Regions from separate parts of the Mus musculus genome. Here all the other regions are linked to region 1. The links are chromatin contacts, called in public Hi-C and HiChIP or PLAC-seq maps. All regions are on one chromosome and are shown on one strand. Each heading gives the region's core, a stretch centred on a gene start, on an enhancer-like site or on the middle of the called end of the contact. The rest is flanking DNA. Distances are from core to core; before and after follow the strand shown. Region 1 holds the start of Basp1 (brain abundant, membrane attached signal protein 1). Region 2 has its middle 100 kb from the start of Gm22810. Region 3 overlaps Gm2824 (a long non-coding RNA gene). Region 4 overlaps Myo10 (myosin X). Region 5 overlaps Myo10 (myosin X). Region 6 overlaps Myo10 (myosin X). Region 7 has its middle 71 kb from the start of Gm2824.

What was found. A called contact is a pair of places that touch in the nucleus more often than the background predicts. HiChIP or PLAC-seq counts read pairs in DNA pulled down with a chosen protein or histone mark.
Region 2: a Hi-C map of adipose-derived mesenchymal stem cells shows a contact between it and region 1, with 4 times the contacts expected there. The contact joins the enhancer-like site here to the promoter of Basp1 in region 1. A contact is called at or near these places in 15 of 39 promoter capture datasets (the 3T3-L1 cell line, 3T3-L1-derived adipocytes, the HPC-7 cell line and 11 more), 6 of 484 Hi-C or Micro-C datasets (adipose-derived mesenchymal stem cells, cerebral cortex, muscle stem cells and 3 more), 19 of 115 datasets of contacts at active chromatin or transcription factors (the NIH/3T3 cell line, astrocytes, craniofacial prominence and 11 more) and 1 of 9 other capture datasets (embryonic stem cells).
Region 3: a contact with region 1 is called in an H3K4me3 HiChIP or PLAC-seq map of forebrain, with 7 times the contacts expected there. The contact joins the enhancer-like site here to the promoter of Basp1 in region 1. A contact is called at or near these places in 16 of 39 promoter capture datasets (3T3-L1-derived adipocytes, the HPC-7 cell line, HPC-7-derived erythroid cells and 10 more), 12 of 484 Hi-C or Micro-C datasets (bone marrow-derived macrophages, cerebellum, cerebral cortex and 7 more), 26 of 115 datasets of contacts at active chromatin or transcription factors (SST interneurons, astrocytes, bone marrow-derived macrophages and 16 more) and 2 of 9 other capture datasets (embryonic stem cells and pancreatic islet).
Region 4: a contact with region 1 is called in an H3K4me3 HiChIP or PLAC-seq map of neural tube, with 5 times the contacts expected there. The contact joins the enhancer-like site here to the promoter of Basp1 in region 1. A contact is called at or near these places in 15 of 39 promoter capture datasets (the 3T3-L1 cell line, 3T3-L1-derived adipocytes, the HPC-7 cell line and 9 more), 27 of 484 Hi-C or Micro-C datasets (the 4T1 cell line, the AML12 cell line, the BV-2 cell line and 18 more), 15 of 115 datasets of contacts at active chromatin or transcription factors (astrocytes, bone marrow-derived dendritic cells, bone marrow-derived macrophages and 12 more) and 2 of 9 other capture datasets (adipose tissue and embryonic stem cells).
Region 5: an H3K4me3 HiChIP or PLAC-seq map of embryonic stem cells shows a contact between it and region 1, with 14 read pairs. The contact joins the enhancer-like site here to the promoter of Basp1 in region 1. A contact is called at or near these places in 11 of 39 promoter capture datasets (the 3T3-L1 cell line, cranial neural crest, embryonic stem cells and 6 more), 28 of 484 Hi-C or Micro-C datasets (the 4T1 cell line, the AML12 cell line, the BV-2 cell line and 18 more), 20 of 115 datasets of contacts at active chromatin or transcription factors (the NIH/3T3 cell line, astrocytes, bone marrow-derived dendritic cells and 15 more) and 2 of 9 other capture datasets (adipose tissue and macrophages).
Region 6: a contact with region 1 is called in an H3K4me3 HiChIP or PLAC-seq map of bone marrow-derived macrophages, with 4 times the contacts expected there. The contact joins the enhancer-like site here to the promoter of Basp1 in region 1. A contact is called at or near these places in 17 of 39 promoter capture datasets (the 3T3-L1 cell line, 3T3-L1-derived adipocytes, the C10 cell line and 10 more), 3 of 15 datasets of contacts at CTCF or cohesin (embryonic stem cells, large pre-B cells and stem cell-derived epiblast-like cells), 15 of 484 Hi-C or Micro-C datasets (the F1.1 cell line, the Patski cell line, Sertoli cells and 9 more), 24 of 115 datasets of contacts at active chromatin or transcription factors (SST interneurons, VIP interneurons, bone marrow-derived macrophages and 15 more) and 1 of 9 other capture datasets (adipose tissue).
Region 7: a contact with region 1 is called in an H3K4me3 HiChIP or PLAC-seq map of neural tube, with 5 times the contacts expected there. The contact joins the enhancer-like site here to the promoter of Basp1 in region 1. A contact is called at or near these places in 21 of 39 promoter capture datasets (the 3T3-L1 cell line, 3T3-L1-derived adipocytes, the HPC-7 cell line and 11 more), 1 of 15 datasets of contacts at CTCF or cohesin (embryonic stem cells), 4 of 484 Hi-C or Micro-C datasets (adipose-derived mesenchymal stem cells, bone marrow-derived macrophages, cranial neural crest and 1 more), 20 of 115 datasets of contacts at active chromatin or transcription factors (astrocytes, bone marrow-derived dendritic cells, bone marrow-derived macrophages and 10 more) and 2 of 9 other capture datasets (embryonic stem cells and liver).

Annotation. Positions count from the first base shown.
Region 1 is chr15:25,411,944-25,415,557 of GRCm38.p6, reverse strand. Basp1 (brain abundant, membrane attached signal protein 1) reads left to right here and starts at 1,794. Exons shown (of 2, transcript NM_027395.2): 1 at 1,794-2,006. Gm48957 (predicted gene, 48957) reads right to left here and starts at 1,368. Exons shown (of 4, transcript NR_168943.1): 1 at 409-1,368.
Region 2 is chr15:24,919,508-24,923,121 of GRCm38.p6, reverse strand. No RefSeq gene overlaps it. Among named protein-coding and RNA genes, the nearest start is that of Gm22810, 100 kb to the right of the region's middle. Within about 2 kb of position 1,716, at least 7 of the 459 cell types and tissues checked have an H3K27ac peak or open chromatin away from gene starts, as enhancers often do. A contact at or near this core is called in adipose-derived mesenchymal stem cells, where this site is marked.
Region 3 is chr15:25,017,485-25,021,098 of GRCm38.p6, reverse strand. It overlaps Gm2824 (a long non-coding RNA gene), which reads left to right. Exons shown (of 5, transcript XR_001781655.2): 1 at 1-2,970; 2 at 3,088-3,163. Among named protein-coding and RNA genes, the nearest start is that of Gm2824, 3.6 kb to the left of the region's middle. Within about 2 kb of position 1,543, at least 47 of the 459 cell types and tissues checked have an H3K27ac peak or open chromatin away from gene starts, as enhancers often do. A contact at or near this core is called in SST interneurons, cerebellum, cortical neurons and 8 more, where this site is marked.
Region 4 is chr15:25,801,735-25,805,348 of GRCm38.p6, reverse strand. Myo10 (myosin X) reads right to left here. Exons shown (of 41, transcript NM_019472.2): 34 at 1,963-2,086; 35 at 753-1,050. Among named protein-coding and RNA genes, the nearest start is that of Retreg1, 40 kb to the left of the region's middle. Within about 2 kb of position 1,653, at least 16 of the 459 cell types and tissues checked have an H3K27ac peak or open chromatin away from gene starts, as enhancers often do. A contact at or near this core is called in neural tube, where this site is marked.
Region 5 is chr15:25,777,339-25,780,952 of GRCm38.p6, reverse strand. It overlaps Myo10 (myosin X), which reads right to left. Exons shown (of 41, transcript NM_019472.2): 22 at 2,766-2,872; 23 at 1,143-1,370; 24 at 541-589. Among named protein-coding and RNA genes, the nearest start is that of Retreg1, 64 kb to the left of the region's middle. Within about 2 kb of position 1,747, at least 45 of the 459 cell types and tissues checked have an H3K27ac peak or open chromatin away from gene starts, as enhancers often do. A contact at or near this core is called in the 4T1 cell line, the NIH/3T3 cell line, the STO cell line and 4 more, where this site is marked.
Region 6 is chr15:25,731,935-25,735,548 of GRCm38.p6, reverse strand. Myo10 (myosin X) reads right to left here. Exons shown (of 41, transcript NM_019472.2): 10 at 3,450-3,579; 11 at 1,443-1,561. Among named protein-coding and RNA genes, the nearest start is that of Retreg1, 110 kb to the left of the region's middle. Within about 2 kb of position 1,593, at least 27 of the 459 cell types and tissues checked have an H3K27ac peak or open chromatin away from gene starts, as enhancers often do. A contact at or near this core is called in bone marrow-derived macrophages, where this site is marked.
Region 7 is chr15:25,092,418-25,096,031 of GRCm38.p6, reverse strand. No RefSeq gene overlaps it. Among named protein-coding and RNA genes, the nearest start is that of Gm2824, 71 kb to the right of the region's middle. Within about 2 kb of position 2,066, at least 3 of the 459 cell types and tissues checked have an H3K27ac peak or open chromatin away from gene starts, as enhancers often do. A contact at or near this core is called in neural tube, where this site is marked.

The DNA.
Region 1 (3,614 bases), core at 545-3,044:
TTTAATTAGTTTAAGCAGTGGGAAGATGGGAGGGTGAGAGAAGGTTGAAAGAAATATTAGCCAACCAACCAATTAGTATATCTATTTATCTAGAGAGAAAGAGAGAGGGAGAATAGAGGGGTAGGGATGGGGAGAAGAGGGAGAAAGAAGAGGAAGAGGAAGAGGGAGATAGAGAGGAAGAGGAAGAGAAGAAAAAAACAAGAAGAAGAGGAGACGGAGGAGGAGGAGAAAGAAAGAAGAAAAGGAGGGGGAGGAAGTGGCAGCCACCACAAATATTTTCACCCCCCCCCCCAATCACTTTTTGGTTTAAGATGTGGCACTTCCTTTGCCAATCTTATTAAAGTTCTGTTATTTATTTTTCTATTAAAAAAGTGACCCCCCCCAATCTGCGATTTTGACAGCACTTACCTTTGGCATTCGTCTCCCTAAATGTAGTTGTGTTTCGTTATTCCGGACGTGGAGGGCAAGCTCATCCCAAATCTGTGCTTCACTCATGAGGGGAGATCCAACCAAGAAGGCAACATACATTTCCATTCCCCCCCCCCTCCGCTATTCTTTCAGGACGAAGCAGAACAAGCAAGCCACCCTGATAAAGCCAGAGGGCGCCAAAGTGCCGCGAACGGAACTTCCAGGGCTCAATGGGTTTGCGGGATGGTAAAATTGGCTTTTGTCTGAAGAAAGAGCTGTGGTTCTAGAAGATGTCACCATGTGTTAGTTTCCAAATTTAAATTTTTATTTTGCATTTTATTTTTGCCAACAGGTAAGCATAGCGAGCATATCTCCTAACCGTGGTGGCTATTGTGTGTCGCGGTGCTACCCAAAGTGCTCGTCGACCAGGACACGAGGACTTGGCGCGGATGGCCACAGCCTGGCTGGGCGCGCTTCTGAGTAGCATCTTAAGCAGCCGAGAGCTGGTGACTTCCATGAAAGCACAGGCACAAAAAGTCGAAGCCCCTTTTCCTAGGGTGCATTTCTTCCTTTCTTTCTCTCCGAAGTCGGGAGAACGTACCCTGAGGCGGTGCCGCCCACCCTTCCAACCCAGACCTGAGCTCTGGGCGGTGGCGCCTTGCAAAGCTGGAGCCTCCTGGTCGGGCCCCGAGGGCGAGCATATGCCGGAGGCGTCCCAGATGCTTGCCTTGGGGGACACCCTAAAACCAGCGGATATCTGTCTTGATGGTTTCAAGGGAGGCATCGCATCTTCCCCAGGCTCACTGCCTACGTGATAGCAGAATCTAAGCCCGTCGTCTGGAGCGGGGCTGGATTGGGGTGCAGAGAAAGCTGGTTGCGGCGGGGGCGTAGTTCATCAGCCCCTTAAGTCTGAGCGAGAGCCTGAGCTACTTATTCAATGCTTTCAAATAAAATGTGTGCGAGACAGAGAGAGGAGAGAAATCCACAGACAGTCCCGCCGGGGGTGGGGGTGGGGGTGGGGTGGGGGGGGAATGGAGGGGCGTGTAAGGAGGGAATAGGAGGAGGGGGGCTGACAGAGACTGTTGGGGAGGCGGGTAAGGGATCTGGATGTGGAGAGCAGTGGGTGGGGGTGACTGTGCGGGTGTGGTGACGGGGGGGGGGCGCTGGATCACGGGGCGTCTCGGGGCGCAGTGGCTGCTGGTGGAGAGAAGTTGGGGGACCCCCTCCTGGGTGGCGGGGCGCGAAAGGAGCGGGAGGGGTGCGGGCCGCGGGCTGGGAGAGGAGGGGCGGGCGCGAGGCGGGCGGGGTCGGCGAGCGGAGGAGCTGGGCGGGCGGACGCGCGGGGGGGAGGGCGCTGGGCAGGAAGGGGAGGGGGAGCGATCGAGAAATGCAGAGGCTGCAGCGGCGGCGGCAGTAGCGGCAGCGGCGACGGCGGTGGCGGCAGCGCTCCAACTCGCTCCACGCTCCGGGCTCCGCCGTCGAGCCGGGAGAGAGAGAGCCTTTGCTGAGCGACCAGCCACCCGGCCGGACGACACCAGCCACCCGGGCCCCTTGGAGGCACCGCGCTCACCCAGGGCCGCCACAGGCACCCAAAGCCGGTAAGGAGGCGCGCCGTGGGTCCCTAAGGCCACCGCGGACTCCGGGCCACCGGTTCCCCAGGGCCCCGCCCCACCCCGAAGCCTAGGGTTCTCCAACGGTGCAGCCGGGGTGCGGCCGGGTGTAGACACAGTGGGCATGGGATTCCTCTATGTGGGTTCTGTCGCATTTGGAAATCCAAGGTGATGCTCTCCCCCAGGTGGACAGCTTCGGCCTTTCGTAGGGTGGGGGACTTGGAGGGGGTGGCGGCGAGGCGGACGAACCGAGTTCGGGAGGGAGGGGGTGGAGGGTGGGGAGCCGCTGGTGACAGCACCGAGACCACTGGCCACGGTTCTGTGGGCTGAACCCAGCCTTCTGTCAGCGGAACCCGCACAGCCACGGAGAAGGCGCTCGGTGTGAGGGGCGCAGTAACAGAAGATGGAGGATGGGGGTGGGGTGGGGTGGGGAGGGAGAAAGAAGACGCGGAATCTGGTCAGATCGGAAGGGGCGGGGGTGGCTTGGCCCTCGGGACTCCTGGATCTTGGTTTAGGGTAACCGAGGAACACGAGGTTCGGAAGGCGGTGTGCACGTCCGGGGCAGATTAAAGCCCCCAGCCTGGTCTGCGGCTGAGCTGTCTTCCCACTAACCTGTGGACGTCGCCAGCATTTTATTTTATTTTTTGAGCCTTGCGCTCAGAGAGCGGGCCGCGCGCCTCCACCGCCGCCCCAGCCTGGGGGAAGGAGGGGTGGCGTGTGGGCTTGAACCTGACAGCCCGCGGCCCGAGCGGGCTCAACCCTTCTGCAAGCCAAGATTTCTGTAGATTTTTTCCCCCGTAGCTCAAACGCTACAACCCAACGTCTGGTTCCCGCTTCCCCACACCATTAAAAGAAAAAAAAAAAAAAAAACCAGAATCCCTGGATCGGATGGCACACAATGCGTGGCTGGGGACCGCATTCTTTTCATGAATATTCATCGAACGCTTGGCCCTGTTCCTAATCTGCTTCCCCCCGAGACGTTTCCGCCTTGGAGCGAACTCGGTGGACGGCCTCTGCCCCAGTGATTTTCACGCTGTTCAAAGGAGCACAGCGCACATGGGTGCGATTTCAGGATTTTGCACGGGAGCTGACACACCTCTGTCTTGGCCGAGACCACTGGCCACTTACGTGGCGGGCTAGAATAAAACACGAGTATCAAGGGGACTGCTGCTGGGGTGTGGATTAACCCCTACCCCTGGGAATATACCAAGGGCTCACAGACCTCCGGTACTGCAGGCAAAATGAATGAATCGGGACTGTAATTACCTATTCCTTTGTCTTGGCCTCGCGCATGCGCCGGAGAGCAGGGTGTGGAGGGCCAGGCAGCCCCATCTGATCTCCCCATCATCCATCCACCCACTCCCCTCCGGAGCCCAGGAACAAAGGCGTTTGCCCTAAATGTTTCACAAAACCTTTGGACACAAATGCCACCCCCCCCCCCCCTCCGCGCGGCTCGGTCGCGGTCTTGTTTCCCCTCCCACCTCAAGGTTTCACATCTTACCCATTTTTTTTTTCTTTTTTTACAGATTTCAATCATAAAAAAAAAAAAAAATAAGGGAGGGGGAATTGTGGATTTAATACATTTATTTTTAAACA
Region 2 (3,614 bases), core at 467-2,966, 490 kb after region 1:
GGACTGCCAGGGCCAGGAAGGGGGAGAGGGTGGGTTGGTGAGCAGGGGGAGGGGATAGAGGGTTTTCGGAGGGGAAACCAGGAAAGGGGATAACATTTGAAATATAAATAAAGAAAATATCTAATAAAAATAAAAAATAAAATGAAAACAAAATTCTTCTTAGGGCATCATTTTAAAGAAACAAAGGAAGGATAAAATACTAGTATTAAACAACTCTAAAAAATACATATCGATTCAAGATTTAATTCTTTGTGTAAAAATGAGCAAGAGCATTCATCTAATCCGTATGTGAATGTATTTCATTGTGAGTAAAATTTAATGTATTCCACATAGTTGTTTTTAAAATACTTTCACTGATCTATTATCAGTAAATGTTTGATTTGGATACTTATCTACATTTCTATATTACCTGGAGTCATATAAAAAATCTTCAGACAAGAGGGGTTGTTGCTGGTAAGAATATTTAAGACACTTTGTCTTTAAGTTAATTTCCTGGATTCTGTCTATATTGCTGGGGAGTCCTTGAACTTCTTAACTGAAAATTTGTCAGGATACCCTTGCGTCTAAGGACTGTTATAGCAGAAACAAGAGGCAGCCTTGTATGCACATTTGTTGTCACAGATGAGGATTTTGCTTGCCAACAGTCATTTTCTTGGGCACTCAAATATGATTATAAAATAATTTTAAAAGACTGTAACATGGGAATAGCCCAGTAGAAAATTTACATAAAATTGGGAAAAATAAGCTAAGAGTAAGAAGAGCAAGAATGTAATTATACTGACATTAATATTAGTGCTACAGTAATGTAAACATTTTAAATCACTAATATGTTTTAATTTAATTCTTAAGTGCACATTCTCTTTATAGAATATTTGCCCATTTTGTTCTTCTTTATTATGGGGAGTTTTGTTTAGTATGATTTTGAGATGAGTAACTTATTTAATAAATCTAGTTTGTCATTTTGTAAAGACATAATTGGAAAGACGGAAAATATATTAGAAATGGAAAGTAAATATTGATATAGTTAATCAAGTTTATGGGGGGGGTGTTCTGAAAGCAAACACTAGTATTTCATTAATTTGAAAGCTTCAGTTGTTATACAGTGTTTAGTAAAATGGGTATAGTTTGAAAACAATCTTTTTGGCATGGGTTCTATCAGATAAACCTCTAAATTGGTATTTCTGGATAATGAACTTCTATTTTGTTTGTTCTGCTCTGGGTTTTATTTGTCGGGACCTATGATAATCTCTTCTCTTCATCTTATATTTAAACCAAAGTCTTTGTTTTCAAGAAACATGAAATTGAATTATTATTATTATTATTATTATTATTATTATTATCATCATCCGTTTTAGTAACTAGTATTGGTTTTGTTTCTCCTAGCACTATTTGCATTTTACAGAAATCAAAACTTTCATGTTGATAGTGAGTTGTTAATACTCATCTAGTTGATTTCTTTTGAATAAGTTCCTTTTTTTCTTTATGAATTTTTAATAAAGAACAGGTGATGGCTAAGCTCGATATGCTTTGTTTTACTCTGGCTCCTCCAGCTGTGGAAGGAATGATGGGCTGTCCATGGACCTGAAACCTACAGAGTTCTTATTCTACAGCTACAAATTTTGAATAGTTTTAAACCCAAACTGAGTAATAAACATGACTTAGAACACGTGGTTGAGGCTGAAATCTTGTGGTTTCTACCACACACAGTGTTGCTCGGCACAGTTCTACTGTAGACTTCCATAAATGGATGGAGAGTGTGACAGAGTGACTAATATCCCAAGGCTCCCACAATTCATTTCTCAGCTGATAACTGAACTTTAGCATAAACTTTACTTCAAGTCAGACTTTGGAATTCTGAAAGGCAAAGAGGCCAGAATGATATGCTGTGTGCTCTGCTGCAGGCAAGGCTGAAGGCTGGGGTGTGGAGAATACTTGTTGGACCTGGCTTATGATAAAGCAGTCCAGGACCAGCTTGGGTCTCACACTCTTTGGCTTACTTTGCTGCCCATTTTCTGGCTGAAATTCTTCCCCTGTATCCCACTAAAATTTTCATCAACTACCCCTTGAATGATTTCTATCAGGTATAGTGGTTGACAGCTTTAATCCTGGCTCTTGGAAGTTAGGGAAGGAGGGTTAGGAATTCTTTTCCTGTACTCTTTGCACAAGAGGGGGGAGGAAAAGACAACAAATAAATAAAATAAAGGTTTTCTATGGCTTAGCATGTGCTTTCAACTTCAAGAAAAAAAAAAAGATTTATTGGAGAGGGGCTGATCAGAAGATAAAATCCACAAACCCTAAAAGACTAAGTGTTGCAGATCCTGTGCCCACAACTGTCTTTGTGAGGTAAGGTGGAAATGAACCTGTGTGATCTGGAAAATCCAGTACAAGTTCTAATACTTGTTTCCACAGAAAGGTGTCTAAAGTTGAATTACCTTCAAGACATTTTTCAAATATGATCAACTGGTGAGCTGAAGAAAATACCTTTAGTACTCAAGTTCAGATAACTTACAGAAAGACATCATAATAGCATATACACAATCATTTTATTTACTTTCTTTCATAAATCTGAATTTAAGTCTAAACTCAACGTTCAAATATTTCATCCACAATTTTTGATTTTTAGTTAAACTCAGTGATGTTTTCCCTTGAAAGTGTAACTATCACACAGCTCTCATCAATTGCACAGACCTTTTAAATACTTTATATATTTTATTATTGACTGGAAAGTTACCTAAATCATGTTGGGAGGTAATCAACAAAACACACTTTTACATTTTCCTCAAATGCCAGTGGAGAAAATGAAACGATTATACCATAAATTTAAGACAAGAATGAGTGAGTAGCGGTTTATATTGTTTGCTATTAATAATCTTCACCAATACAACACAACACAACAAAACCAAACCAAAGCAAACTATAACAAAGGCAAGAAGCTTGGGGATATTTGACTGTTGTTGTGACTTGTGAAACTGATTTAATGGGATCAAAGATGCTAATCAAGACAGGGGTCTGTCCCAGAATTTTGGTGGGAGTTAATGGTGTTTGAAATATTTAATTGAGGCATCTCTCACATAGTCTTTGTAAAAGCATTTTATAGAACCGGTGATAAATCTTAAACAACCCAAGCTTGCTTGTGGGGTTGGTAGCCAGACACTATCTGTAGGTTTCACTGGGCTAATATCAAGTGGTTGCGAAGACTGGGTTTCTTCTGGAAATCTCTAGCAGACATATCCGGCCTTTTAAAATTGGGAAACAGCACTGTCATCTACAAAGTTTACTATGGCAAACTGCACAATTGATTTATAAATCATCCCGCCAAAGTCTCATCACCCTTTAAGTAATTCATGCTTTTGCATTGGGCGGTGTGCATCACTGTCCTGATGTCTGCCACTCCTGCTTCCAGGGATTTCTTTATTCTTTACTGTTAGATTTCGGCTTTTAGCATCCATGACTCAGGGAGATGCCTTGACTTCTCTGGTTCTGTTCTCAAAACGATGATGACAGACTGAGCCTTAGCAAGTCTTTTCTGGCCCTGATTAATGGTGGGGAAAATCCTGAACTTGTCAGTAATTAGACTCTGTTCACTCTCAGGACCCACTTTTACCTCATATCTC
Region 3 (3,614 bases), core at 294-2,793, 390 kb after region 1:
GGTCACCTCTGGAATAAACAGCAAGATGTCAAGAACAGATCAATAGACCAAAGCCAAGACCTCAGCCTCCTCCCACGCTCCTATTTTAAATATCCTTCCTAACAAACACTTGCTTAGCTCATTCTCTGTGTCCTGGAGTTGTCAAGTGAAGCTGATGATGCCTTAGGTCAAGCCCAGAATTTTCCATGCTCTGTTTCTTTGAAGCTTCTGGTGCTTAGTGAGGATGCTCGGAGTGGAGTGTGGGAGTGTGGTTGTTAGCCTGAAGCTAGACTAAGGCCAGTTTACAAAGATAAGCTCCACTTAGGACTGCATTTGTAAGAGATTTTAGAATGGTCACCAGACCTTTCTTAAAGCAGTAACATTTTAATTTCAGAAAACGCTTTATTATAGACTAGAAATGTGTGGAATTTTAGTCAGTCTGTTTCATTCATCTGGATGCTCATTTGTTAACTTACCCACTTATCCATTCTTCAGTCGGATGATTATAACTTTGTACTGTGTGCCCCATGTCGATTTGGGCATGAGAGGTGACTATAGTATATTTCCTACATCTAAGATCTAGAGACTCAGTCTGAAGAAAACATGACTATGGAATCCAGTAAAGAAGTAACTCGTGGAGGGGAACACAGGGGGTTGCTTAACATCTGAGCAACAGTTCTTCATGGGTCAAGGAAGAAATAGTTTGGGAAGAGATAAATGTTTGCAGGTGACCTTGGCAGTGGATATGCACTGAGTGCAGAATGCAGTGCTGGAAAACAGGTTTTGACAGAGATGGTAGCCAGGAGCAGAGATGGGAGGAGCCAGATGCTATGGAATCCTGTTATCTGAAGCTCTGGACATACTAGGGGGGGTTTAGATAGAAGACTAGAAAAGAAAATCAAAATGCATCCATGAATGTCTTTGTGCAATATTTTCAAAAGGTCACTGCTAGCTTTTCAGATATTCCATCCATATACTAGTTAATGACATTATTTAATGCTATAATAAATAACTGGGGCTTTAAGTAGCTTGATATGAGTCCTTCTATTTCCTCTAACAATCCAAAATTGGTCACACTCCTGTGCTTGCATATGGTTTGATGGAACTGGAATTTCTGAGGCTGTTTATCATTTAAAACAAGCATTGCAAAATCCAGCAATACACTCTCTTCTTTTTAAAATTCGCAACGATACCTGATTTACTGGAAGACCAATGCCGCGTTATTATGATGGGGCTTAAGATGGTTTCTGCTTTCAAAGTAGCTAGTGACACTAAATTATTGTATCGTCACTTTGTGAAATCGCAGACACCATATTTTGTTGTTAGAAAATGACGAATGCTGTGCCGACAGCTTTCCTGTTTATTAAGCTACCCTGAGCCACACTGGAATGCATCTTGTTAACTTTCCCAATAGAAAGAATAAGGATGATGGTTTGTATTTAAGAGAATGTGGCGGTCGCAAACGTTATAGAGCTAAAGGTTTTTGGCATCATCTAGGTTAGCCACCTGTTCTCTCCTCCATTTGCTGAATAAATTAGAAGCTCCTGGGAGAGTGTGTGGAGCTGACTGGCCTGCCTCGTTGCCAAGGCAACCATTTTTCTCTCTGCTCTATGACTCTGAAAGGGTTCATAACCCATTAGTGCTCCTCTGGGTAAGAATATGAGACCATTTCTTTTTTTTTTTTCTCCCTTCCTTCTTTACTCCTTTTCCTGGTCAAGATAATGTGAGCAGTAAATGCTCTTACCATATATGTATATTCCAATGCTGCACTTCCCAATTTCCTGGGGAATTGGGGTGTAAATCTTAAAGGCACATGACAGCTAAGTGGAGAGATGCATATAATAATGAATAAAAAAAATGAAAAAGCGATTTCAACCTCAAATGCTTTCCAAATTGAAAATATTGGCAGGGCAGAGTTTATTTAAAGCCCACATATGAAGAAACACAGACTGCCTGAGTCCAGCACAAGAGACACTTTCATAATGGCGTCTACCTGCCATCATCTGCTCATGGCTTCCCTTATTCTGTAGAGACAATGTAACAAGGAAGGGCAAGTAGAGATTCTTACTTAAAAATAAGATTAATCAAATCACATATCCATTTTCTGGATGGCAAAGGGCGAAGGAGTTGAAACAGGTGATTTCCCACTCTGGTAACAGCCACAGAGCTCATGTGTGCTGTGACTCCCAAACAGCACACAAAACCAAGAATTTGAGGGGTTTTTTTCTTCTTTTTATAATGCGCAGTTGTTATTCTTCCGTCTACCTTTTGTCTACTCCCTATCTTTACTCCAATATGCATTTAAACATAATTAGGGGGATTTTTGAGTGAGTAAATTTCCTTTACCATATTTCAGGAATTTTGTATGACCTCCCTTGCTCATATTAACTCCATGAGACAAATTCCTTTTCTCTTTCTTTATAATTATGCGACCCCATGCCAAGGGATGTAGTGTTGTCCTTTACAGCAATGTAGCCTCCCTTAGCCCTGAAGCAGGCTGATCCAGACTTTGACCTTGCTGCCACTGAGAAGGAAATTACCTAAGATGGAGCCTTCCGACCTAGATGGCTCTTTTGTTCTGCTACCTGCCACTGCTCTCTCCAAGACACTGCTACCCGATGAGAAGCCCCTGAGACATTCCAGAGGAACATCCTATTCTGCACACCACCTACAGGCTGGCTCCAGACACCAAGAATGGACTGGCGGAGGATGGACCTTCCCCTTTTATAAGTAGACTCTCATAGTAAAGTGGAGGACCTTGAACAGAATCCTGTCTTGGCTCCATTAACCTCTCGCAGTCTCAGTCTCTTTCAGCCCCAGCCTGCCTCCCTGGTGTATCCGGTCCTTGTAAGCTGCAGGCCAGCTTGCAACAGATTGGCGCCCGGGCCAGGGACCATGGGAACGGCGGGAAAACACTGAGGGAATCACTGTCTTGTATGGAGCTCCAAGGGAAGGAAAGAATCAGATCCTATCTGGCACGGTGAGCAACAGGTATTCATGCTAGTGCTGGCTTTAAACTTCATTTAAAAAAAAGGGGGGGTTGCTGGAGGTGTGGAAGGATACGGGCTAAGTTTGGAACAGTGCTAACCCGACGCTTTTTCCACTTAGGATTTGACAGCAAAATATGTGTTGGGACTAGAAACTGAATCAGGTGGCTGTCCGCAGCTTTTAAAAGCTGTTTCAGGTGAGAGGAATAGGGTTTAAAATGATGAAACAGATGGTTGTCTGCAGTCGAGAACTGCATCAGGCTAGAGGAATAGGGCTTAAAATGACGGAATAAAATATAGAGAGGAAAATGGATTTTGAAACTCTCCCAGAGACAGAGAGAATTCAGGGGACTCCCTGCTTTACTCTCTCTGGCTCTACAGCAGAAGTTCTGTGCCCTCTGTGTTATCTAATGTCTGGTGCACCGGTCCGTTTACGTGTAGATTCATCTGTGTTTTGTTTCGTTGTCTGAATGACTGAATGTTCTGTGTTTCATGTTGGATTCAGCCTCTTGGTTTTTGGGCAAAAAAGCTGATAGATGTTTTTTTTTGCCTGGAGGGTTCTCTTGCAATTGTGATTAATGTGTTTAGCAAATGACAAAGTGCTTTTTATTTTATAAGTATAGCTAGAAAAATTAAAATTCTCTGATT
Region 4 (3,614 bases), core at 404-2,903, 390 kb before region 1:
TGGAAAAAGTAAAGAACCTACGTTGCGGGTAGTCCGCTGCCAGTTTTTTTTTTTTTTTATGTGGCACCGCTAATAACCAAAATTATAATGCCTTGGGCCATGGCCTTGAATTCAAAAAGATCTGCCTGCATCTGCCTCCTGCTGGGATTAAATGTGTGCACGCCATGCCTACACCTGGCCTTTCTTTGTTAATGTAGGGGTTCACGATGTACTCTATCTAGGCTGGCCTTGAACTCTCGTTCCTCCTGCCTCAGTGAGGAGATTACCAAAACAAGACACCGTGTCCAGCTTTAAATGTTGTTTGCCACAGTTGAGCAAAATGAGACTTGTTAGCTGCCTTTGCCACACACAGAACAATGAGATTAGACAGACTACTCAGAGATTCACCTACGTAGCCATTTTTTTACCTAAAAGTATTCCATAACCTCACGCTGTCAACCTCAGAATAAAATCTGATAAGAACTAAGTCAGTTCACACACACACACACACACACACACACACACACACAATCAAAGTTGGGGTTTTCTATAGAGAGAGTAATTAAATGTACCCAGCATGAATACATTAGTGGCTTGATTCTTCATTCGGCTTAAAGGGCAAGAGGACATCTAAGTCATACACACTTGCTTGAGGGGCCCTGTGGGTCGGGCTGGAGAGCCCTGTCGCAGCGTTTGATGTCGCAATGGTGGATTATACCTCTGTAAGCTCTGCCCAGCTTCTTTCAAAAGTGCCCCCTGGCCTAGTGCTCTACCTTTTCAGGTGGAACTTGAGGTATTTGAGGATCCCGCGGCTCGGCAGGAAGGTGCAGCTGAGGCAGGTCAGGATCTGCCAGCTGTAAAGGTTGCCCACGCTGCCGGGATGGGGCACCTTGTTGGTCTGTTTGATGAGCTGACAATACAGTTCATCCCGCAGAGGCCGCAGGTCGTGCCCGGTCTGCAGGATGCCCTGGATGATAGGGATGGGGTCGGACATGGACTCCAGTTGTTGGAGAGAATTGAATATCTTGATGGCTTCGTCCTGAAGGGTCGTGTAGCCTTTGTCTTTCAGCACTAGGGAAAGAAAGCCAACCGAAATCACTGGAGGGGCTGGAAGAAGTTATGACAGGCGCAGGAGACTAAAGGAAGGGATGGGGGTGGGGACAAGCAGCCACTTCTAAGGAATGTCCGCGCAGAGGCGAGCGAGCTGCACTGCTCTGTTAAGACAGCTGAGGTTTTAGTACAGAACCTGCTTGATTAAAACCTGAACTATAGTTGGACAGCTCTCTTGCTTAAGACGTGATACTGTCTAGGACCTATGTACCTTGACTAAAAATGACAGGTTACATCTCCTGTCAATCCATTAGAACTTGAGAATACTGTCAGGCAAAACTGCAATGAATCCTCTACAGACCGTAGCCTTGCCTCACGCGTCTCGGATGTGCTGCGTACCTCCCGCAAGCTGCCGCTGCTGACACCATGCTACGAAGCCACTTCATAATGAAGGAATGAACATATAGACAACTCACTGGATGGTGTATTGACAGTTAAAGACAGAAGGGCTGGATAGGCACACCTTCCTACCACAGTCCAACAGGCACTGTATACTCACTCTAAGGATTGCCCTGAATTCATGGAGAAGCACTCTCTAATGTCTCAACCTTCCTAGCCCTAATGCTGCTTCTTTAATACACTTCCTCCTGCTGTGCTGACCCCAACCACACAATTACTTCACGGCTACTTCCTAACTGTAACTTTGCTTCCGCTATGAATTGTTAAGTATCTGATACGCACGATACCCAATACGCGAACCCCCAGCAGGGTCGTGACTCAGGTTGATAAACCGCTGCCTTACATCTGTACTTGAGCATGTTTTACCGTCTCTTTCCTGTCTGGAATGACTTAGAGACTCTCTGAGGTAGCACTGCTTCCACGTTAGAACAAAGTTACGAGGCTCTGAGGATCCTGGGGGCTTTCTGAACTCACGGTTGAGATTTATGTCCCCATAGGGAAGAGGCAGGAGCGGGGAGTGCAGCGGGTGATGCGTGTAGCGAAGGATCGGGTTCCGCTTGTAAATCTGCTCCACCACGTCAGAGTTGAGGCAGTTCTCCTACAAAGCAAAGCAGCCATTGAAAGAAAGCAAGGAGGCGGACTGTGACGAGCACCTACTCTTAGAGAGCGAATCCCACCATGCCTCCACACACAGAACATCTTTCACAAAGTCCAGGAAATCCAGCGGTGACCATTTCCAGCCAAAGAGAATCAATCCAACCTGGATTTAAGCACGGACCCCAGAAGTATGTGACACAGTTCAGTGTCTGTCTCAAGTGTTCCAAGTCTCCTCACGTTATTAAAACCCCCCATCCCTGTAGCTACTCACACGTCTACTGAACAAATTAATCTTCATGATTTGCCATCAATCGTGGGATCTCCAAGTATAGTTCACTTTAAAATACATTTTGATAGACTTTATATTTTGAGTCTTAGGCAGATCTAGGGTAGCCTTAGAACTCATGACAGTCCTGCTCAGTCGGCCAACTGTTGGGATTATAGACATGCAGCGCCATAGACTGGCTTTAATTATTAATTTTTTTGACACTTCTTTTAAAGACTTCCTTTTTAGTTCTGTGTATATGTGTGGTGTCTGTGGAGGCCAGAAGAGAGAGCAGCATAGTATTCTTTGGAACCAGAGCTAGAAGTGGCTAGGAACTCCCTGACATGGGTCTGGGGACTGAACACTGGCTCTCTACAACGGGCGCGAGCACTGTTCTTCAATGCTCGGCCTCATGGCTCTTCTGAACTTGGAAATGACACACCTCACACCCACAGGGACACGTCCCCCTTAGGCCCCTCTGCCGAGAATTTAAGATCTTTGGACAGAATCCTATCCTGTGTTGACGCTCGTCACATGCTACTGGGATGCCACGGAGGCAGCCACATCACTAAACAAACAGCAGGGTTGGGCACAGGCACTGATTCATTCTTCCAGGGAAATGTCATTTCCAGTAGGAAATCTTTCCAACAACACTCGCTGGAGGCTGGCAGAAAAGCGATGGTTTAAATCTTCTAGTTAATTGGGGTAACTTGTCTCATTTCTGAAGACACAGTCTTTTATATTTGGAAAAACTATTTATTCTCTGAATGTCTGAATTTGCAATTAGAGAATAAAAATAGATGGCACAGCTTTGATAAAAATGTGTGGCTTGACATGGAAAAAAAAACCTGCCTCCTCTCTCAAAAGGAAGCTTAGAAAAATATCTTTATTGCTAAAAATGAGATTATTTGTATCTAGGGCCCTGGGTTCCACAGGAAGCTTGGTTGTGTACTGGGGATTAAGAATTTGCTGTAGCTTGGTCTCAAATTTCTAGAAAACATACCACATTGGAAACCCCTGGGTTTGGGTAGGAAATTCCAACCTTGGCTCTATCAGACCACCAGGGGTCTCCAGCTTCACCGGGGTCCACAGCACCATGAGGGAGGTTTGTGGCAGCTGGCGGCTAATCATCGGTGCTTTCAACCAACAAACATTGACTGAACAATTAAACTTACAAGCAGGGAACTGAAATTTTACGAAATCAATGAGATTTGTTGTTTCTGGCGATCTGGAGGTAGCTGTCAGGGATCCCAAGTGTTCTAGC
Region 5 (3,614 bases), core at 498-2,997, 370 kb before region 1:
TTTTAGAACAAGCACCTTCTTCCTGTTCTACACACTGAACTGTGGCCCCACCCAAACGACAAGCTGAAACCCTAACCCCAGCGCCTCAGAATAACTACTACGGTTGGACAAGGGGCTTTTAATCGGGTGACTAAGTTAAAATGAGGTGGGGCCCGATGACTGGAGCCTGCATCCAATCTGAATGGCGTCCTTATAAAAAGAGGACAGTGGGAGTCAGACACCTGAAATGAATATCAAGGACGGACCACGGCGTGAGGTGGCCACCCATGGAAATGGCAACAGAATGTGAAGGCGTCTCTAAGACACTAACATGGTGTTGCTCTGCCACAGAGAAACCATACTTCGATTCACACTGAAAGCCCAAGACTTTCTCTACGCTCCATGCCACTGTGCTGGGAAAGAGAGTGCCCCCGAAACATCCCCTCAGCCTGTGTTCCCACTATCTCCTACTTTATTTCCATTGTGAATCTTCAGACCCAGTGTCCAAGTCTGAAGCAGGAAGGTAGTACATAAAGCCCCAGAAATCGCTGCGCTCCTCACCTGATGGGCACGGAGGAGGTCAGCTTCTCTTTGCGCTCGCTCTCTTTCTCTAAGAAAGGGAAAGAAAAGCAGCTGGTGAAAATCAACAACCTTGACACCAATCTTCACCAGCTCTCCTCCTTCGGCAGTGCTGGGGGGCTCGTCTGTCCGAGGCAAACACTCTATCGCTGAGCTATGTACGCAACCCGGAGAAGATCTTTGCCAGTTAAAAAGGAAGAAGCGGGTTGGGGAGATGTCTCGGTCTGTAACGAGCTTGCTTTCTGAGCAGGAGCCCTGAGTTCAGACCCTCTGCATCCACGTGGTGTGATCTGCAGCAGCACACACCTGTAATTCCAAGGCTGGAGGAGCAGAAGCAGGTGGCACCGTGGAGCCTGCTGCTCAGTCACTTGTCCAGAACAATAAGGCGTCTGACTCAACCCCTGCCCTCCACGTGCACGCAGGCACGTTACGTACGCAGGCACGTACACAGGTCAGTCAGCCTGCTCAGATTTGTAAGCTTCAGGGTCAGCGGAGAGCTCTCCCGGTCCCCTGGGAATCCCTAACGGGCCAACAAGGATAACCCTCCCAGTGAACCGTTCTGTTTCAGCCGGCAGAGCACATACCTTTCCTCTTCCTCTCTCTTCTTCTCTTCCTCCCGCCTCTTCTTTTCCTCCAGCTCCCGTTTCTCAGCCAACAGCTGCCTGTAAACCCTGCGTGCCAGCTGTCCTCGCAGTTGCTTCTGGAACACGATGGCTGCCTTTTTCAGGTGCAAAAATTTCTTCCTCGCAAGGAAAGCTCTGTAATTCTTCTGTATGGTCACCACACCACAGAGGACCTTTCTATATTGCTTTCTGCAAGAGAGAGCGGCCAGCAAGGCATTGAGGCTGTGAGCCAGTCAAATGAGCTTACAACAGGACTATAAGACAAAAGAAGAGGACCCAACAATTAAGACAAAAAGGAGAGGATCCAGACTTGGACCCGGTCTCTTATTATGGAGACTGGCAGAGGAGGAGACTTGGGCCTAAACAAAAGAATAATACCAAACAAAAGAAAGTCAGAATGCAATCATTATCCTGGCTAAATAAAAAGTAATTTACTAATTACTAATACTAATTTAGTGTTTACCCAGTGTGGCATAAGCTGGATAAACGCAGCCAAAGAGGACCTGATATGTTCATACAAACGCCAAGGAAGCAAAACACATGGGGCAGCAGGACAGCCCCATGTTTCAGGAGAATGGAATGCCTGGCATTTTACGTGGTCTGCAGAGTACAGCCAACCAACTGACCACGAGTCCGAGTTGGTAGCACATTTCTTTAGTCTCAGCACCTGGGAGGCACAGGCAGAGGTCTCTGAGTTTGAGACCAACTTGACCTACACTGTGAGTTCCAAGCCGGCCAGGCCTAGCTACATAGTGAGATTTTTATCACAAGCAACCACGAAAGATGCGGTATCATTTTTTAAGCAGCTAGGGAATGGGTCTCTAGACAGTGATATGGGCTGTGGATCCTTCATCCCCAAACCTCAAATCTGCAATTTCTTGAATGCTGAGATGATGCTTACAAATGTTCAGAGTCTAGAGGGAATGGCTCAGCAGTTAAGGGCATAGGTTCCTCTTCCAGAGGACCAGGGTTCAATTCCTAGCACCCACATAGCTATCAAACACGCGTACACACACACACACACACACACACACACACACGGTAATAGGAAGTAGATACATAAGACAAAACACTCATAAATATAAAATGAAGTAGATCTTCATTCAGATTCCTGGGCTAGGGATGCAGGTAGGAGGTAGAACTTATGTGTAGGATATAGGATGTATGAACAAGTACTGGGGTAGGAGAAATCAATGTTCAGTACAGAAAAAAATTCAGATCTTGGGGTACTTTTGAATTTCTGACTGCCAATCAGGAGAGGCCAGGCAGATAAGAGATTCCAATATGAAAAACTCCAGAACCTGAAATCCTCATGAGCCCCAGTGTTTAAGACAAGAGATACACTCAGGTAGCAACGTCACAGGACAGAGCTGCACCCCAGAGGCTTTGGTGGAGCCCATGCAGCAGCCTAAGTGTCTCGTGTAACTGCTAAGTGGACATTCTGTCCAGGTGAGGCTTACAGGGCAACTGCTGGGGTCACTTACAGAGATCTGACCTTGGGGACCTCTGCATTCCCACAAACCACCCTACTGGGGGTCACAGCCCTCCTAGAGCTTCGTGTCCCTCCCCAGGTGTGCTTCTTACCGTGCCAAGTAGCCTAAGATGTGAGCTCGGATCACCATGGCCGCACGGTCAATCTCCTCTTCCCGCCTCTTTTCCAGTTTCTGCTCCAAGGATTCTCGAAGGAAGACCTGTCCACAAGGGGGACAAGTGTCAGAGGAAAAGAATAGGAAAAAAAGGTCAGGGCCTGCCTTTTGGGGCAACATCTGTTTCCTTTCTACTGGCAGTCTGTTACAAACTCCCACAATAAGGCTTTTCAGTCCAGGGCATTTTACATGGTCCAACTGCCATAGACATTCTAAAATCCAATCAGGATATCTGACTAGAAAACCACAAAAGCACAGAGTCAAGCCTCATCCTCCTTTGTTATGGCTACATTCAACAGGTGACTGTCAGATCGCCATTAAGGTTCCTAGTGTCTCCTGCCATTGTGGCCAGGGCACACAAGGTCACACACCAGCAGCAGTCTTAGACAAGAGTCTTAATGAAAAGAGACACAGAGACTGGCATAGGAAGAAGAGAGGCGAAGGAATGAATCCAAGAAAATCCGAAGGTATCATAATTTTGATATCTCGTGGGAACCTACCTTCTCTCCATGCCTGCTAAGCAACTACCATCAGGCTATGTCGGCTTCAAAGGTTTACACAAAAACGTACTGACACCAAGAAGGCGGCTCCGGGCCCCAGAGAAACAGCTCAGTGGTTAGGAACACTTGCTGTTCTTCCAGGGGACCCGAATTTGACTCCTAGCACCCACACCAAGTGAATCATGATTACCCATACCTCCCAGTTCCCAGGGGTCCCACTACTCTTCTCACCTCCCCAGCCACCTGAACTCATGTGCACACACCCATACACAGACACATAGTTAAAA
Region 6 (3,614 bases), core at 344-2,843, 320 kb before region 1:
ATATATATCATATATTATTTAGGTTTAAATTAAAATTAGGTTTAAACTGGGCGTGGTGGCTCATGCCTCTAATCCCAGCACTCGAGAGGCAGAGACAGGCGGATTTCTGAGTTCGAGGCCAGCCTGGTCTACAAAGTGAGTTCCAGGACAGCCAGGGCTACACAGAGAAACCCTGTCTCGAAAAACAAAACAAACAAAAAATTAGGTTTAAAATATTAAAACCTAGTTTTAAAATTATTTTCTTAATTTTTTTACTCATAAAGGTTCTTTTCCTTATGGGGTAACAGATTAGGTGCTGGACAGATGGTTCAGCGGTTAAGAGCACTGACTGTTCTTCCCATGGTCCTGAGTTCAAATCCCAACAACCACATAGTGGCTCACAACCATCCGTAATGAGATCTGACGCCCTCTTCTGGTGCATCTGAGGACAGCTACAGTGTACTTACGTATAATAAATAAATCTTTGGGCTGGAGCAAGCAGAGGTCCTGAGTTCAATTCCCAGCAACTATATGATGTCTCACAACCATCTATATAGTTACAGTATACTCATATACATAAAATAAATAAATAAATCTTTTTTTTTTAAAGAAAGATTAGGCCAGGTGTGTTGGAATATGTCTTTACATCTCAATATAAGGGAGGTAGAGGCAAGCATTCAAGGCCTTCCTGGTCTACATAAAGCATGCCAGGTCAGCCAGGACTACATAGTGAGAAGCTATCTCAAAAAGAAAAAAAGGAGATAGTTAAATCAGAAAGGGCAGGCGATACGGCTCCGTGGGGACAGCTGTCTGAACACCCAGCCCGACAATCCTGGTGTCAATCCCCAGAAAGCACGTGGAGAAGATCAACTCCCACAGTGTATCCTCTGCCTTCCACCCGGGAGTGCCAGGCACACACAAGAAGATAATTGTAAGGACAACCAAGAAGGAAGATTAGGGGGGCTCATCAAGGTTTAGCAGAGGCAAAGAACAGTAACAGTGCTTTGCGGTGCTCAAGTATAGTGAGGATAACTTTCACAGCTCACTTTAACTGAGTGCTGACTCTGCAGCAGACGCTAAGTACTTATAGCAAGTATTTGGCTTATTATTATTATTTTTTATCCTCATGAGAATCCTGTGAATTAGATATAACCATCCTTGGCTTACGGAAGAGGGAACGAGGCACAGTGAACACATTTCCCAAGAACTGACAGCCTTATGTGGAAGGATCAGCGCACAGTCTCAGCCGGCCTGTGTCAGACCCGAGCACATCAGAGCTTTGCTCCCCTGTCACTTACAGAACAACTTCCCCTATCTCCCAAACTTGGGTTTCTTTTCTATTTGGCCCATGAGCCAGTCATGTGGATGCCTCACTGGGATCACATGTGCACAGTAAAGTCATGGCAAGCCCCAGGCTGTCTTTGAGGCAAGTTTCAATGGCACTGAGGGCAGGAGGGTCATACCTGCTGGACACTGAGAGGCGTCAGGATCTCTTCTCCCCTGAGGATCATGGATCTCTGGGTCAGTGCATCTGTGAGCTGCGTTGGGTCCAGCCCAAGCAAGTCCGCAGACCTACCCAAAGCTGAAAGTGAAGGAGGAGGCACCGGTGAACTCACAGTTCCTCAAACACACCGGATGCTGGACCTCAGCTGGCATCAAATCTAACCACACACAGCCACACAGAAAGTGGAGGCAGACATGATGGACACATCTCAGGCAGTAATGGTTTCTGCCTGTAGCAACTTTCTTTAATGTCCTATATCGTAAAAGACAGTGAGATTCTCAGTCTCTGTCAGAAGCTTACAGATTTTTAAGTGTGTGTTTGTATGTGCACTTGCCTGTCTGTATGTTACCTCTGAGTGCAGGTGCCTGCAGAGGCTGAGGGGTTGTGATCCTCCTCCTGTGGGTTCGAGGACTCCAATCTGGGTCCTCTGCAAGAGCAGCAAGTACTCCTAATGGCTTATATCAGCTTTTAAATTCAGTTTGGTAAGATGCTCTGTGATGTTCTGTGATGCCCTCTTAGGAGCTTTTGCTCTGGTCAGGGAAGGGTAGGAGCAAAGCCACCTGAGGGCCACCGTGAAAACAGTCACAGAGCTCTCCAGCATCTCAAGGTCACAGGCACCACCTTGCCCAGGCACTGAGTCCTTCTGCTTTATTACAGAAAACCACAGATGGTCAAAATTTTGGGAACAACCGATCGCGTGGTACCCAAATTCAATCAATGGATACATCTACAATACAATCCAGAGCAAGCGCTTTATTGGCTGAGCCACATTTCCTCTCTGTTTCTTGGGGGTTTTTTTGTTGCTAAGAGACGGTCTTATGCTTGGTTGCCTGGCTTGGCAGTAGCTTTGCTCTGTAGCCTAGGATCACTGGCAATGCACCATTACCCGTGTGCTGGCATCAGACCTGTACTACCATACCTAAACTCACTGCATAGCTCTTAATGCAGTAAATATGAACAAACATTACCACATATGCAAAGGTTCTGTTCAGAGAGACAGAGACACAGAGAGAAACACACACACACACACACACACACACACACACACAGGAGACAGAGAGAAAGACAGAGAGAGGTGACTGCACGGTTAACTAGCAGTGCACTGCCTGAGGACACCAGAAGAGGGTGCTGGTTCCTCTAGAAACAGAGTGCAAAACACAGATCCTCTCCAAAAGCCACCCATCTCTCAATTCCTAAGCCATTTCTCCCTCTTTAACAAAGACTTTTTAGGCTCCTAAGACATTGATAGAAACTACGTGGGAATCAAACACAATAAACATTGAAACACTGACCAGGAGAAACCAGGCTCCTGGAGAGTTATTTTGATCCCAAACACACCCGGTACCCAATTTCTGCAACAAGATTTATTGGTTCTATCAGATACCTTTCTAAAAAATTACATTATATATAAATTATGTATAAAAATATTATATATATATATATATTTAAAGTACTTCAGCTGACATTTTATACGTTTAAAGTAAAGGCAGTCACAGTGCAAATGGATAACTAGCAGGAGGCACAGCTTCCAGTACAGCTATGAACCCCTCTGGATAACTCTGAAAACCAAGGCAAAGGGTGATAGCACCACGCTTTCCTGTATCAAACACTTGCTGCTCATATGTCTACTTATTGGCCCATTTCCCTTCTCAGTAAGAACAAGAACAGAGCCCAAGCCCAGGTCTGGCACCTTGGACTCTTGCCCTGACACTTGACATCACACAGGTGGAGCTCCACAGCTCCTGAGCTGACGTAAGTGCTTAGCATGCCTGAGGGGGTGAGACCCTGGGTTCAAGCCCCGGTACCAAAGGATGGGGGAAATCTGTAGCTCTACTCTAGGAGCCAGAAAACCTTCTGTAAAAGACTGGGTGCCAATTTTCTGGGTCTAGTCTCTTGTAAGGAAAGCACTGAAGGGGAGACAGGGTTGGTGATCAGGGGTCAGGGTGGGGCTCAGGCATCACCTCACCTGTTTTGAAGGGAATCTGCGCCCCTCCAGCAGTGATAAACTCTATGTTGCCGAGATGCAGAATTCCCGCCAGCAACCTCAAAACTTCCCGAACTTCCTCCTTGCTGAATTGCATGACTTCCATTGCCGTCTAGAAGAAAAGGAAAACCCGCCCATGACTAAGTT
Region 7 (3,614 bases), core at 817-3,316, 320 kb after region 1:
ACAGGTAGGCTCTTCTCTCTGCTTTGCCCAGTCCATTTTATGAGTCTACAAATCTCACGTTCTCTTCTTATACTGGCTGCTTTTCCCAGGTGGAAACCCATTGTTTAATCATTGCTGGAAGAGGGAACATATCATCAATCCAAAGTAATTTTAAATTTAGACATTAAAAGTTTATGATTTTTCTAGTCCAAACTGTTTTGAAATATCTAAAATATTTTATTATTATTTCACTATATGAGTATCTTGCTTGCATGCATGATCGTGAATCATGGGCATAGCTGGTGCCTGTGGAAGACAGAAAATGACATTGGATCTCCTAGAACTGGAATTATAGACAGCTGTGTGTCTCTATGTGGGTGATCAGGATCAAATCGAGGGCATCTGGCAACCAGTGCTTTTGGCTGTCAAGCCATCTCTTCAGCCCCCATTTGTAAGGGTGATTATAAAAAATGGTTTTTTTTTAAGAGGCAGCCCAGACATAGTAAGTTCAGGGAAGAGAAGGATGATGTCAGACATATGAAAATCCTGCAACTAAATCTATTACTTTGCTGTACATTTTTTTGCTTCATTTTCACTATACAGTGCCCCACTCCCAATACCAGAAACTCTCTAAGGAAGAACACAATGATTTTCATCTTGCTTCTGTGAGAGACTTGTCCCATATTTGTCACAACTAAATTAATGCAAAAAAAAAAGTATGGCTAGATAATTTCAGTTGTAAGCAGATTCTTATCTGTCTTGTATCAAATTAATGTGAGCAAAGTTAGCAATGTGGTGTATTGATATCAAGAAGGTCCTTATGTGCCCAGTCTTAATCTTTCTTCCAAAATAGCCATCTTAATTTCACACAGATTTAAAGGTAACTATTTATTTCCTCACCTACCAATACATCCTTGCACCGACAGCCATTAATTCTGCAAACCTGAAGCTAGCACTGTTATGCAATGGTGACCTGGAGTTGAGGTGGCTCTGTCCCAGTGTAGAATGACAGTGTTAAGCTTTACAATATAACAAAATAACTTTCCCATCCATTGTTGAGTACAAGCACTCAATTCTATAGTGCGATAGGCTATAGAAAAGAATGAGGACAGAGATGAAGAGTATGCTAAGCTCACAAATATGTAAGGTATGGCTGAGCAGTGAGGGTGGAGGCCTGGGCATGTGGCTCCATTGGTATTGCCTTAGTCAACACGTGCAAAGCCCTGGATTCAATCTTTCAGAACCCATAAATGTATGCGAATCCATAATCCCATTACTCAGGGGTAGAGACAGGAAGATGGTAAATTCAATGCTATCCTTGGCTAAATAGTGAATTTGAGGTTAGATGAGGTTATATAAAACCCTGCCTCAGAGAGAGAGAGAGAGAGAGAGAGAGAGAGACAGAGAGAGAGAGAGAGACAGAGAGAGACAGAGAGAGACAGAGAGAGACAGAGAGAGACAGAGAGACAGAGACAGAGAGAGAGAGATGGGAAGAAGATGGAGATGGAAAAAATATCTGGGAGCACAAATTTATCCTCTCAATTGGAAAAAGACATTAAGGCTTTGGAGACATTAATTTCAGGAGACAAATAAAGTAACTAATAATTGCTACAGGCAGACCTCTTTAAATGTTTTTACTTATTATTTTATTACTTTTATTTTATTATTTAAAAATTATTTAAAAAATATCTTGAAGTTGGAAAGCAAAAGACATATGTGATTTCCACGTATGTTTCAGTAACACACAGGCGTGATGCTTTAAATAGGCAATGTGTAAATGTAATCTCTCTTCACTGTATGACCATAATTAGTGTTTTGTTGGTGACTGATTTGCTCAGATCCCTGTAGGTTGTTGTTTTTGTGAATATCAAACTGCCTGCTTTTAAAGGTGATTTTATTTACTCAGAGAAGAAGAGGAGCTTTGATTGTCTGGGATTGCCCACAGCAGCTTTAATAGTCAGAGTGTGGGCTTAGCTCCCCTGGAAAAGAAATGTGACCCTAAGATTACACCCTTGAGAGGTGATACTTCAGTCGACGTGGGATTCACGGAGTAATTGCAGCCTGCGGTGATGCATCTCCGGCCTCTCCTAATGGCTGTGAGATGGGTAAAGCTTTCCCCTGGAGGGGTGGCAGTGTTCACTGCAAGTCTTCTGCCTCATGCTATGCTCCAGGGCAGGCTTTGAACAATGCACAAAGAAGCACAGTATACGACATTTTTTTTCAAGTGATTTAAAAACTTCTTGAGGACAAATATGCTCTCATCTGCCACTGGATGATTAGATAAACAGAAATAGGTAAAGTAAATAAAACAATGGAAAGGGGAAATTGGGGTGATTTATTTTTCTACAGAAAATAAAAAAATGGACTTCTTAAAATATTCATTAGTATACAAAGGAGTAGTTGAACAAACTCTTTATTGTATAGGTCATTACTTATTACATTTGTATTCTTTTTTTGGGAAAACATGCAAAGATCAAAAATATATTACCATTTTTTAAAATCCCCTATAGCTACACATGCTGACAGCAGCATGCTTATTTATTCTGTATTTTGCAACTTCACAAAATGGTTTCCTTCTATATCCAGTGACTAACTTGTTTGGCTATTTTTCCCTTGGTCAAAATTTGCGCAGAATGTAGCAAGACTTGGTTTTTCAACGTGCCCTGTATGAACCTTCCATTTGTATAGCCCAGAGGGTTACAAAGCACAGAGAAACGTGACGACCGTGGCTGGATGGGAAGAGGCTTTGTGGAACAGTGTGGCAGGTGTGCAGGTTCCTGCCCCAGGAATCTGGACCCAGGAAAACATGCCAAGGGGTGAAGGGACCTGAGAGTGAAGATGATTATGAAAATGCCAAGATCAGAAAGAAAGACAAACAGACAAGACAGGACAGCAGGTACAGCCCAGAAGGCTGAATGGGGGCAGGGCTGAAGTCAAGTTGACAGGACCAGAAAGACAGATAGCAAGGTTGGGTGATCAAGGAGAGTGAGACAGCACCCGAGGAACAAGAGGTACTATAGCTTGAACTCATCAGCTTGGGAACTAAACCGAAGATGCCAAGAGGCAGCTAGAAAGTTAACAGAGAAGCTGGTTTTTTGTTTTTTTGGTTTTTTTTTAATATTGTTTTTAAATTTTTTTATTCAATTATTTTCTTTATTTACATTTCAAATGTTATCCCCTTTCATAGTTTCTCCTCCCCAAGCCCCCTAGTCCCTCCCCCTCCCCCCTGCTCCCCAACCCACCCAATCCTGCATCCTCGCCCTGGCATTCCCCTATACTGTCCAGAGTCCATGGAAGCAGACATAGACCTATAGATGCTGTGATGAATCTGGCACAAGCCAGACAGAGGCAACGATAGCACTTGTCTTAAAGATAAGAGAGAGATCAAACTTACTCAAAAATCAGTTTGAAGGGCAAGTCGTGTGGGGGCTTTCCTGGTGGTTCTCACAGCACATCAGCAGTCGTCCTAGGACTTTTTTTTTTTTTTTTTTTTTTTTTTTTTTGGAGTCTAGTAGAGATAGCGTCAACAGCTGTTCTTCAGTCCGACCAAACTGAGCCAACCAAGATCTCTGGTGATGCTAATGCTCTGTTTATACCCGTACATCCATTTTTTTTTCTTACTCACAGCTGCACTT